2 separate regions of the Sus scrofa genome follow, and region 2 is linked to region 1. Evidence: chromatin contacts called from public Hi-C data. All regions are on one chromosome and are shown on one strand. The core of a region is the stretch at or near the end of the contact, and the rest is flanking DNA. Distances in the headings are between cores, read along the strand shown.

Region 1 (6,059 bases), core at 3,536-6,035:
TTTTTAGTCGCTTAAGATCTATGTGGACAAGTAAAAGAAGAAGAAAATGGAGAAGTATTCTAAAGTCTGCAAAGCTGAGGAGTTTAGACTTCAGTCTGAAGGTAACAGGAGACATAGAAAACTTGTTAAACAGTCCAGTACACACTGAGTTATATTTCACTGCTGGCCATGCATTCCTTTCAATGACAGGGTCAATTAAATACCTAACCAACAATCTGTACAGGGTGTCAATTCTGTGCTAAGCCTTGGGGTACTTCAGAAGCATCTTCTATACCACCACGTGAAAGTGTTACAAATCTACAGCAAACACAAGGCAGGGGGTAGGATTTTTATCCATCGCCATAATGAATCTTTGTAAAAAGTAGTGAAAGGAGTATACGTCATTCCAACTTTTGTTAAAAAAGGAAAAGAAATAAGAAAATGCATATGAATCTGATTATTTTGCATAAGAAAACATGGGAAGGATTAACATAAGCAATAAACTTGTTTTACTACAATAGGAGGGGCAGGGATAAAGAAGGACACTACTGAGCACAGAAATTTTTTTTGTATTTTTATCTTTTCAGGGTTGCACCCGTGACATATGAAGGTCCCCGTGCTATGGGTCTAATCAGAGCCATAGCCGCCAGCCACAGCAACACCAAATCCAGGCCAAATCTGAGACCTACACCACAACTCATGGCAACACCAGATCCCTAACCCACTGAGCGAGGCCAGGGATCGAACCCACAACCTCATGGTTCCTAGTCAGATTCATTTCTGCTGCACCACAAAGGGAACGCCTGATTACAGAATTTTGTAGTGTTTGAACTTTTGAAAGTATAGTTATCTTTTATACATTAAAAAAATAAAATTAATGAAGATGGTGGAAAAAAGTCAAGATAAATGCAAAAAGAAGCAAGTCTACTATTTAAAATGAATAAAATAATCATACTGAAGGAAAAATTAGAACTACTGTCAATGACTGTAGAATATATGTCTATAAATATACAACTTCAGTCTGAAGGAAAAGGAACTGCAAACACATCTTGAACTCTTCTGACTAGTCTTTTTTCCATATTATTTTGGGTTTTAGCAATTCTAAAAGTAATTTTTTATGTATTTTAGAATTCGGAATTGTAAGCATGTTCGTACAATTGGGAGTCAAGGTTCACACTGTGGAAGAAGGAAGGTGGAAATACAGAAAGATGGACAGCAAGGAAGAATCATGTGGGGGTGGACTGGAATTTGAAAGTACTGGTATGAAGTGGTGATTTCTAAAGATATACACACAGTTTCCTCCCCCACCCCTGCCCCCTGCCCAGCTCTGTCTTTTGAAAGTGCTTAGAAGCAGTGACACTCCAGGAGCAATGGACACACTTAGCACCCATTCCTTGGTAAAAGGAAAAAAGATTGCTAGAGAAATTGCTGATTCCAAGGTGGATTGGTAAAAGTACAAGATAAACATGGAATATCTTATTTACCAGAAAGTAATGGATTTCTCAAAAGGACACAGAAAGAATGGCAAAAAGACACAAGAGCCAACTTGACGCAGCTTCTCCTGACATCAAAATAAATGAGGAAGGTAATGGATTAAAACCCACTGATTAAAATATGAATTCATGAATATATACTTAGATGATAAGACAGATGATAGAGAATAGATAAGTAAGAAAGTGGAGTTTTCCTTTTAATACCATGCCAACTGATCCATGTGAAGGAAGTGGTAATAATCACCGCAGCAGATATTAGTTGGGACAAGAATCATACATAAATACTAAATCTAGGAAAGAAAGCTTATTCATTGCAAGGGGTGCATCATAACTGTAAGGACAGAAGCTGAACAACCACTTGACCAGTGATCAAAATTAGCATCAACAATGAGAGCAAATAAACATGGTAGCCTTCTGGAGGTGATATTCTGACAAGGACACAACCTCACTTTTGTATTATTCCCAGCAGGGATGCATAATCAGAATATAATCATGAGGAAATATCAAATAAACCCTTACTGAGGACCATTCTACAAAATAATTATTCTATAGTCTTTAAAAATGTTAATCACGTGAAAGATGTATCAAAGCTGAGAAACTTACAAATTAAAGGAAACTAATAGACACGACAGACAAATGTAATAGGTGACCCTATACTAAACCCTATAAATGCAGGGGAAAATGCTATTAAGGGCATGATTGTGACAACTGATAAAACCAGAATATTCTACACATGTTTAATAAAAATTTTGTACCAGTGGTACATTTCTTAAATGTGATAACTATGCAGTTTTTACATATGAGAGTATCCTTTTTCTTAAAAATTACATACAAAAGTCTTAAGAGGTTATGGAGCATGATGAATGCAAATGATTCCCAAATTGTTAAAAAAATTACAAAATATGCACACGTATGCACATACCACAACACACATACACATATATGGAAAGAGAGAGAGAGAGAGATTGTGGTAAAACAAATGTAGCAAAATCTTAGCAATAGGTGAATCTTGGTAAACAGTATGTGGAAGTTTTTAGTACTATTTTAGCACATTTTCTTTAATGAAGTTATTTCAAGATGAAAAGTTAAAACAAATAAATGGAGCTATTCATAATCAAATAACGATGTGCACAACATGTCCCCAAATTATTTTAACTAACCATGTAACAACCAGCCCAACAGGTCTGTGTGGCACCTGAGCAAGGATGTGTACACACATTTAGGAAATAAAATAAATAGTCTGTGTATCTCATAAAACCTGCCTCAATTCAACTCCATAAGGGTCCTCCAGGTGACCCTGATAACTACAATGCCACACTCTCTTCGGGGCCTTGCAGCATCAAGAGCAGCCCCAACATCCTGAAGGACAGGGCTCCAATAATGGACCCCCAAATGCTGTAGGCCAAGGGGTCCCTCGACATCTAGATGCCTTGTGGCCATAAGAATGAATTCTCTTCCTCCATGGTCATAAAACTACCTTAATAAATGCATTCTGAAGCCAGAGAGCAAAGACAATACAGGGCATGATGACATAGACTTGCAGTCTGGATTCACAGGAGATAGTATTTTAACAATCCCTGTAAAGATTTTAAAGAGGCCAAATGGTGAGCTAGATAGAGTTCGAGGCTTAAAATTCAAGCACATTAGAAGTGTTATGACCAAGAAACGCAGTAATATTGGATATCTTGAGTTCTAATTTTATTAATTGCTAAATGGCTCACTTTCATATAAAGCTTTGCAATTTGTGTAGCACTTTCAGGCATACTCTCTCCATAGTAACAATAACTGTTGTTTAGGAAGAACTTACTCTGCAGTGAGCATTCATTCTATTCTGTGTTTTATATATGTCTTATTTAATCATTAAGATGGTACCATGAAGTAGTTATTATTATTCCCATTTCACATGAAGTTCAGGTAGGCAAAGTAACTTGCTGATACCATAGAGAGAAACCTAAAATGGATTCAAACACAAGATTGACAGCAAAACTAAGCTCATATTATCTATTCCCATACTTTCCCCCTGTGGATATCATTCACATTATTCAAATCAAATTAATCAAATCAAATTGAGGCCTGGAAAGCTAAACAATGTATCTAAGTTTGGAATCGCCTAGCTCAGACCTTATGCATCTAAATTTGGCATTATTCCTACTCTGGATGCTACAAGGATCACATAAAACAATGGGTAGAAAGTGCTTTGTAAATTGTAAAATTTGCAAATATATGAGGATTAAATATCATTATTACCTTTAAAAACTTCCCAAGTGCATCATGAGAGCAAGGAGCAGCTGGAATTAAGAGGAGAGCTGAGACACTTTGGAAATGAGTTTGGCATTTTCTTATAAAATTAAACATACAGTTTGACCTAGCAAGCCCTCTCCTAGTTATCTACTCAAAAGAAATGAAAATATATGTTCATATAAAAATCTAGAGGGAAAAGTTTATTGCAACTTTATTTGTAATTGTCCCAAATGGGAAACAACCCAAATGTCCTTCAACTGGTAAATGAATAAACAAACTGGAACATCCATAGAATGAAACACTATTCAGCAATAAAATGAAATGAATTACTGATGCCTGTTAACAACATGGATGTATCACAAATGCATTATGCTCAATGAAAGAGGTCACGTTTTAAAAAGCTACAGACTATATGTTTCCATTATATAATATTCCAGAAAAAGCAAAACTATAAGGACAAAAAGCAGAGCAGTGGTAGCTGAAGGCTGGGTGTAGAGAAAGCATACTGACCACAGAGGAACATAAAGAAACTTTTTCAGGGGATATATATGTTCACTGTCTTCATTATGCTGGTGGTTACACAACTGTATTCATTTATTAAAAAACATAGCACTCTACTCAGAAAAAGGGTTAATTTTACTGTGTACAACTTATGCTCCAATAAACCTGACTTAACATTTTTTTAAAGAGGAAGCTGAGATTCTCTAAGTATTGGCCAAACCGGTTGATGGATAATGCGGCCCTTGGCACTCCCCCTGGCTTACAGGGAGTAGTTTTCAGGAAAGTATCAATATTGCACAGATGGTACATCAAGATTTTTCCAGTAAAACTATGTATACTCGAGTCTTATACAGACACAGCTCCACACAGGGTTTTTGCTATAGTCTGGCTTACTTTCACTTTTCAATTTATTTTGCTTATAAAACTTAGCACTATTAAAATTCAGCCCATGCTGAATCACTTACCTGGAGTGGATGTGAGGAAAGTTTGCCTGCTGTGTTCTTTTCTCTGAGAACTTCTCTGAGCCTCCTGCCAATTAGGAGCTCCCCTTCCCATCTCCAGATCTTCTTTATGGTTCAAGGCCCAGTTTAGCTCTGCCTCCCTGACCACCTCAGCCCATGTAAGTCTATAAATTGCTCCAGCTCTGCTTGCTCTTCGCTTGGTACTTACTATATGCTATTGTTTGTGCTTGATACCGATTCTTTTATTCTTTCAAATTCCGATATAGTGTGGTAGGTCTTACTAGTGGCTATTGATATCAGTCTGTCTTCTTGTTCCTGGATAGAAGGTAGACTTTACTTCCTAGATGCCTTCACAGTTGAGAGGAGCCATTCAAAATGGCTTAGGGACTATGAGAATTGACATGTTTTGCTTATATGCAAAACTTAGAAGAGAAAGACAAGGCCTGAAATATCAATGCATTTGTTTCCCTAATTCCTAATGTGAAGTCTCATGTTGAAATGACAAAGATTAGAATACAGTGAATCATGGAAGTAATGTTCAGAAGACACCTTTTATAGAATCATATGAACCTTTAGTGACTTTTCTGTGAGTACAAAATAAACTTCCTTGTAATAAGCTGTTGAGTTGTGGGGACTGTTTGTTACCACACTATAACAGAAGCTATCCTGACTAATACAAGTAGATAGTATAGAAAGACATCTGGTAGGTTAGAATCCGATGCTATGGAAAGCAACTAAAGAAAGGGGTAAGTAAATATTGCTACAACTCCAGGGTTTAACATGCTGCCCGAAACACACCCAGTAGGTTTGCAGTAAATGCCTGCATTTACTTATTAACATTTGCTTTGGCCACACATCTACAGTGTGAGGCAAAAACCAACATCATTGATTAATAGTAGTTATTCAAGAAAAAACTACTCTTTTTTGGGGAAGCTAGGGATCAAATCAGACCACAGCCACAACAACACCAGATCCAAAATGCATCTGCAACCTATACTGCAGCTTATGACAATGCCGGATCCTTAACCCACTGAGCGAGGCCAGGGATTGAACCTGCCCTCTCACAAAGAGTACATCGGGTCCTTAACCTGCTGAGGCACAAGGGAACTCTGCAAACTACTCTTAATGGTAACAGATAACAATTTGAGACCATTCTTACCTTAGCTTTTAATTGCCATTTACTGAAATAATGAGAACATACCTGAAAGGATCAATGTTTAGAAATTGGATAGTCTTTTAAATTCTACTTCCTTTCAAGCAGATTAGATATTTACAAACCTATTTAGTATCTCCTTACTCAAAAATGATGATAGAGGCCCTCCTGGTTATACACAACTTTACCAAAAACAATGTGATGTTACATGATCCCTATATATGCATGCAC
Region 2 (6,037 bases), core at 3,526-6,025, 260 kb after region 1:
GACGATGAGTGAAAGGGTTAAGAACAGGACTTTTTCCCAAAGCCTGGTGATGGTTACATAGGGACCAGAACAGTGTGCCCCATCAGGCTGGAGAAGTGGAGTTGAAGGAAACAGTGGGCCAATTTGAAGGCATTGGCCATTGACACAAGGACCATCTGCTTTTTAGCACTGTATGTAGGTTGGTTTACAGCCCTCTGAGTTCTACTTATGAACCTTTCCTTCTCTATGTCACCCACCCCATCTGTGACCACCCAGCTGCCTTCTGGGGCTCATGGCTCTGGGTCTGCTAGAGTAGACTTAAAACAGCAGAGCATGTGGCATACCCCTGCCACCCTTCTGCCCAGGGAAGTCTTTGTTCTCCAAAAGGATCATCTCTCAGAGAGGAGAGAAGCAGTCCTGTGACATGGAGAAAGGATGGTATGTTCAAATAGAAAACTGGCCAATAACACCTTCTTGCCCCGAGGGCAAGGCATTACTTTAGAGAGGGCTGAGTGCCAGTTAGTTAGAATCGAATAAATCAGATTTCTCCTGTTTAGTAACAGATGTTCTGGCTACAACTCATGAAATCATTTAATATTGCTTTATGCTCCGGTAATAAAAAAAGTCATCTGGCTCCACTTGGCCCAGGTTACATATCTTCCTCAAAGGGTCAAAATGATTTGATGCAGCTCTTGGATCAAAAGGGCTAATGCTCTCTGTATGTTATAGGCTATGGACAGGGTTTGCTCAGAGAATGGGACAGATGCTGGCATAATACATCCAGTGGCCTGAGGTATGCCTCTGACCCCTCAAAACCTGCCCTAACTCTGGGCCCTGGAAAATGTGAACCCTCTCCAGGAGGATCACTTTTTCCACCATTCCCATATCTCACACCTGGCAGTGTGAACATCCGGGGAGGGTTAAAATAGGTTGACCAGCCATACTGGATGGAGTTGGCAAGATACCAGCCCTTTATCTCTACAGCCTTGAAGGGGAGCAAATAACTAGGAAAGATTTGGCTTCTTGGAATAAGCTTTGCAGATGAGTTTGGATTAATCTACTGAGGTGGGGAACAAGGGAAAATGTGCCTGATGAAGCCTGGTAATAAATCAGAAGAACTTAACAACATGGATAAACGATGAAATTGCCAAGATGACTCAAATATTGAAATAACTGAATTAATCACAAAAGATCTTCTAAAGAAAATTATGATAAATAATAATAAGGTGATTCCTTATCCTCAGAGAAAATCTAAGGGAAAAAAACGAAACAAAGGCAAGCTCAGAGGTCAGAGAGGGAGATGGGACCATCAGAGTGTCGTTTCAGAAGCAAATTGAAGAGAAATAAAGGGGGATCCAAGGGCTGTAATAAAAGAACCATTGCTGCAACTTCTCAAAGAGAGCGATAATTCCTGCTTAGGAAGCATGATGTCAATACTTAGTTAAAAAAAAAAAAAAAGCAAATACTGAGCAGCAGCATAAACACCACGGCCTATAACGAATTCTAGAGGAGAGCACGACATGGACTCAGAGACTCCTAGAGACAACAATGCCAGTAGACCTCATGGTCAAATTGGCACACACACACTAGCCTCCAAGAGCAGGTAAGAGAAAGGTAGAGAGTAGGCTGGGAGCTCTTCCAAGATCCCCTCCCTTCTATCCCATTGATGGCCCCATGATTCCTGTCCTAAGGGAGCTCCTTGCCCACAGAGCAAATCTCATGTTCAACCCCTCACTGAGTTCCTGTGTGACAAAGGCCAGGCACTGTGTCTACTGTGTCAGATTCTGTTGATACAGACACGTCAATCTCCATTTGGACCTGAAAACAGCAGACAGCCTCTTGGGGGAAAAAAACGTGCAAATAAATGACCTCACATGCTGGCGTAGAATCGTGTACAAAGGTGCAGAGAGATCCCAGAGGAGAGGCAAGTGCTGGGCACAGAGTCTAGCTTTGCATGAAGACGCTAGGAAGATGTTCCACTGCCCCAGGAGCCCAGCCTGTCTGGAGAGCTCTGGCTAGGAGTTCTTGCTGTCATGCTGCTAGATCAGGATGCTTCTCAAGGCCGTAAGAAACATAGATGGAAAATCATCCTATGGCCATCTGGACAAAGCCCAGTGATTAGGTTTCCTGAAGCAAATGTGAGGGCACATTGCCTGCGAAAAGACCCTGGGCTGCTTCCAGATTCCAATGATACCGTGAAAGATTTGAAAATGTTGTGATTCCCAGGGTTTTGGGGGGTTTGAGGGCAGAGACAAAAACGCAATCAACAGTGGTGGTGGCCAACCCAGTAAGATGAGAAATGTCTGAGAATCAGGGCAGCGAGGAATGAGGAGGAGGATCCAGTTCCACTCCTTGAATAATAGATGGGGAAGCAGAGGCTCAGCCAGGAGAGCTGACTTTCCAAAGCCATAGTGCTGGCCAATGGCAGAATAGGAAGTTAGCTTGAATCTAGTCACAGTTTCTCGGAAAGGCAGCATCTTTCATGCTCACCTTTCTTTTTTTCTTTTTTTGGATTTTAGGGCCACATCTGCAGCATATGGAAGTTCCCAGGCTAGGGATCGAATCAGAGCTGCAGCTGCAGGCCTCCACCACAGCGCACAGTAATGCTGGGATCCTTAACCCAATGAGCAAGACCAGGGATCGAAGCCTTATCCTCATGGGTAATAGTCCGGTTGGTTACTGCTGAGCCACCAAAGGAGCTCCTCACCTTTCGTTTTTAGTAAGAACTTGTCAAAGTTAGGTAAAATGCAAGTGTACCACTTCTTTAGTTTCTGTAATAACAGCATTTTGTAGTAATCTAGCCCTCACTTTCTTTCCCTTAAGACATCTTATTTTGAACCCACAGTTCAAGGTCTAATTCTTTCTGTGCCATTTTATCAGAAGCAATGAGACAACTTAGGCCATCGAAGAAAAGAAGTCAATAACCTTGAGCTGAGATGGAAGAGAAAGAGTCAAGTTGAATTACAGAGCACTTAGCTCCAGATATTCAAGGAGAAAGACAGGCCTGTGTCAGCTAAAGGTTAAGGGGATCTGATAGTCCTGAAAGCAACTCCAACCACAGTCCAATCTAATTGCAGGCCTGCAAGCCGGTACCAACGATAATGCAATAGTAAATCACTGTTGAGCACAAGCTGTCTCTTCAGGGCCCCAGTCAGCACCAATCAGGCCCTTGGCAGCTTTTGCCTTCAATTATCTCTGAAATGCCAGCCACTGGCACCCTGGAACCATCCTTGAGTCTGTTTGTCTTTCTCTCTTCAGGCTCTGAGCTGGAGCTCTGTGGGGTGAACTATTCAACAAGTTGCAGGAAGATAAGGTCCTGAAGCAGTAAATCAGGGTGGCCAGAGGAGGACAGAAATGCCCCGAACATGGCATTGGGCATGGAGAGTGGCTGACAGATGCTCCTGTGCCTTGACTGAGAGAAAGACAGAGTCTCCTAGGGTCCCTGCATCAAAATTCTAATTCTGCCACTGTGTGAGGTTGGGCAAATTTCTTACCAGTTTTCACTGGCTTTACTATTTTATTTTATTTATTTTATTTTATTTTATTTTATTTTATTTTAGCTTTTTAGGGCCATTCCTGAAGCATATGGAAATTCCCAGGCTAGAGGCTGAATCAGAGCTGCAGCTGCCAGCCTACACCACAGCCACAGCAATGCCAGATCCGAGTTGCATCTATGATCTACACCACAGCTCACGGCAATTCCGGATTCTTAACCCACTGAGCAGGCCAGCGATTGAACCCGCATCCTCCTGGCTACTAGTCAGTTTCGTTACTGCTGAGCCATGAACTCCCTTCATTGGTTTGAAAAGCACATTTCCCCCTGTAGTTTAAAATCTCTGAGATTTTAGTGCACTGTGCCATGGGGGAAGCCTCACAGTCATAATTTTCAGAGTTTTTGATTTCCTTTTGTGGGGCTACATAAGATAATGTCATGCCCAAGAACAAGGCCCTGTGCTAATTGATTTCATGGGTTTTACTTCACTTTATCACAAGGCTCTGAGGCTACAATGATCTCCCTACCTGTCGAAGATCACAAAGTTAACAGCAAAATAGAGACTTGAATCATTTCTCTGATACTGGTTCTCTAGTATGATGAAGGTGTGATCCTATCCCATGCTTTCCCGACCATAGAGATGAGCTCAGAGTTGACTGCTGCCAACCCAAGGAGACCCCGGATTTTCTACTGTCTGGAATCAGACCTTTTCTTCTGGGTTCTAGTGCAGGTAGACAGACTTTTCTATCCATTCTGGGAAACTGGATTAATATGTTGAAGAAGGTGTCAGGAGCTGGATGAGAACTACCCCAGGTGTTTTAGCAAAGAATCCTGCCAACCTGTCTAACCCTGACTCAACCGAAAGACCATTTCTGGCTCCTCCTGGTTTGAAGCTCCAGCCATGACAGCCTCGCATAGAACCGAAGGCGGTGGGGAAACACCATCAGGGTCTTGTTACAATGGTTTGAACTCAAACAATCTCCTGATGGCTCCTCTGGGCCAAGGCCAACTGCAATGGTGTGTTCCTCACAAGTAGTCTTTTCCCATTTCTGGGACTCCCTGAGGTGTATTCAATAATGCACTCCTCATTCTGCAGCAGATGGAAAAGTGTTTAAAAAGGTGCCAGGTTTATTTATGGAAGCATGAGATTGAATTTAAGAGATGCGCTTTGCCAATATGAAATGTGAACTCTCAAAACAGGAAGTGTCTTTTACTGCCTATTTATTTTATTGCCGTATCAGCTGCCCAGAGCCGAAGAATCCTTCCTCTCAGGAATTATTTATTTTCTAACTTCTGAACCAGAACATCCTGACCATCAGCACTCACGCTCCTTGCTGCCAGATTCCCAACTACAAACATGTGCCTCGCTGTCATTCAGAGGGGATCCACTGAGGTTTCAGGGAAAAACATTTGGACTTGAATAGTTTGTACTGAATCTTTTTTTTTTCTTTAAATGTAAGCAGAGATGTTTCAAATAGGTCGAACCAAATGACAAAAGATGATACAAATCTTAAAATCGCGCTTAGAATAATGGAGGAATTCTTGAATTTTCTCATAGATCTCGATACCCAGTATTCTCTCATTACCATTTAACTGATACGAAGAATTTCTTGGAAGAAAACAAATATCTAATCATTTGGACTGGCTGCTATGTATCTGGTAAGAATGAAAAAACGGACCACAATTTAGTGAATTGTTCAGGGTACAGCGCTCCGTCTGCCCTGATATTTTCCCAACTTTTCAGAACTGAAAGTTACTACTCTAGCCTTCATTAAATAACTGAAAAATAATTTGTCAGAAACAGCATTTGGTATTTGAAGAAACAGCCTAATGTACGGGAAGGCACTGAACTGGGTCTCAACAGGCACTGGATACACGTGAACAAAAAACAGGCTTTTGGAGAAAGCATGAATATTATAAAAAGGGACAGAGATGCTGTTTAAGAGTTCTTTCAGTTGTTAGCAAAATCCATCCCACTGCAGTCCACTAGAGTGATCTAGATCATTCCAGTCTGAAGGTTTCCGTAAAGGTACCTTTTCACACGTGGACTTTACCTACAAAAGCCGAAATGCCTAGGAGACCCTCTCAGGCAGAAGACATGTTACAATTGTGCCACCTGCTGGATACACTCTGAATCACATCATTTCCTCGCGTCTTTCTCCCACTCAAAACTCAATGGGAGGCTCCCTATTGCTGACCGAGAAGAGTCTAAAATCCTCCGCTTTCAACGTCTTTATGATTTAACACAAGTTTACTTTCAGGTCTCATTTCCTAACACTCCCTTCATGGGTACTTAGCCTTGAGGTAAATCCAGAACTTTCTACCTTCTCTTTCTCAATCCCAGAATTAACTCAAGGCACAAGCCAGAGGACAATTGCAGAGAAGTTGAGGAGGTTCAGGGCAGAATCTCCACAGGAAAGAAACCAGAAGGTATGGATGCCCCAATACCCACATTATGTAGGACACCGAATGCTCACAACAACCTGAAGACTGTTTCTCTGCAGTTACTTAGAAGGTTTCAATAGGAGAAAAGTTAGCAATAGGAAAACAGGCAGAGGACATGAA

Evidence for each region. Hi-C and Micro-C count contacts between places; a contact is called where the count stands out from the background.
Region 2: a Hi-C map of omental adipose tissue shows a contact between it and region 1, with 1.7 times the contacts expected there. The contact joins two enhancer-like sites. A contact is called at or near these places in 6 of 47 Hi-C or Micro-C datasets (embryonic fibroblasts, fibroblasts, omental adipose tissue and 1 more).

The regions. Positions count from the first base shown.
Region 1 is chr3:119,302,001-119,308,059 of Sscrofa11.1, forward strand. All of the region lies in intron 3 of LOC106509892 (a long non-coding RNA gene), which reads right to left. Among named protein-coding and RNA genes, the nearest start is that of RDH14, 150 kb to the right of the region's middle. Within about 2 kb of position 4,786, at least 1 of the 83 cell types and tissues checked has an H3K27ac peak or open chromatin away from gene starts, as enhancers often do. A contact at or near this core is called in omental adipose tissue, where this site is marked.
Region 2 is chr3:119,565,951-119,571,987 of Sscrofa11.1, forward strand. No RefSeq gene overlaps it. Among named protein-coding and RNA genes, the nearest start is that of RDH14, 110 kb to the left of the region's middle. Within about 2 kb of position 4,776, at least 6 of the 83 cell types and tissues checked have an H3K27ac peak or open chromatin away from gene starts, as enhancers often do. A contact at or near this core is called in omental adipose tissue, where this site is marked.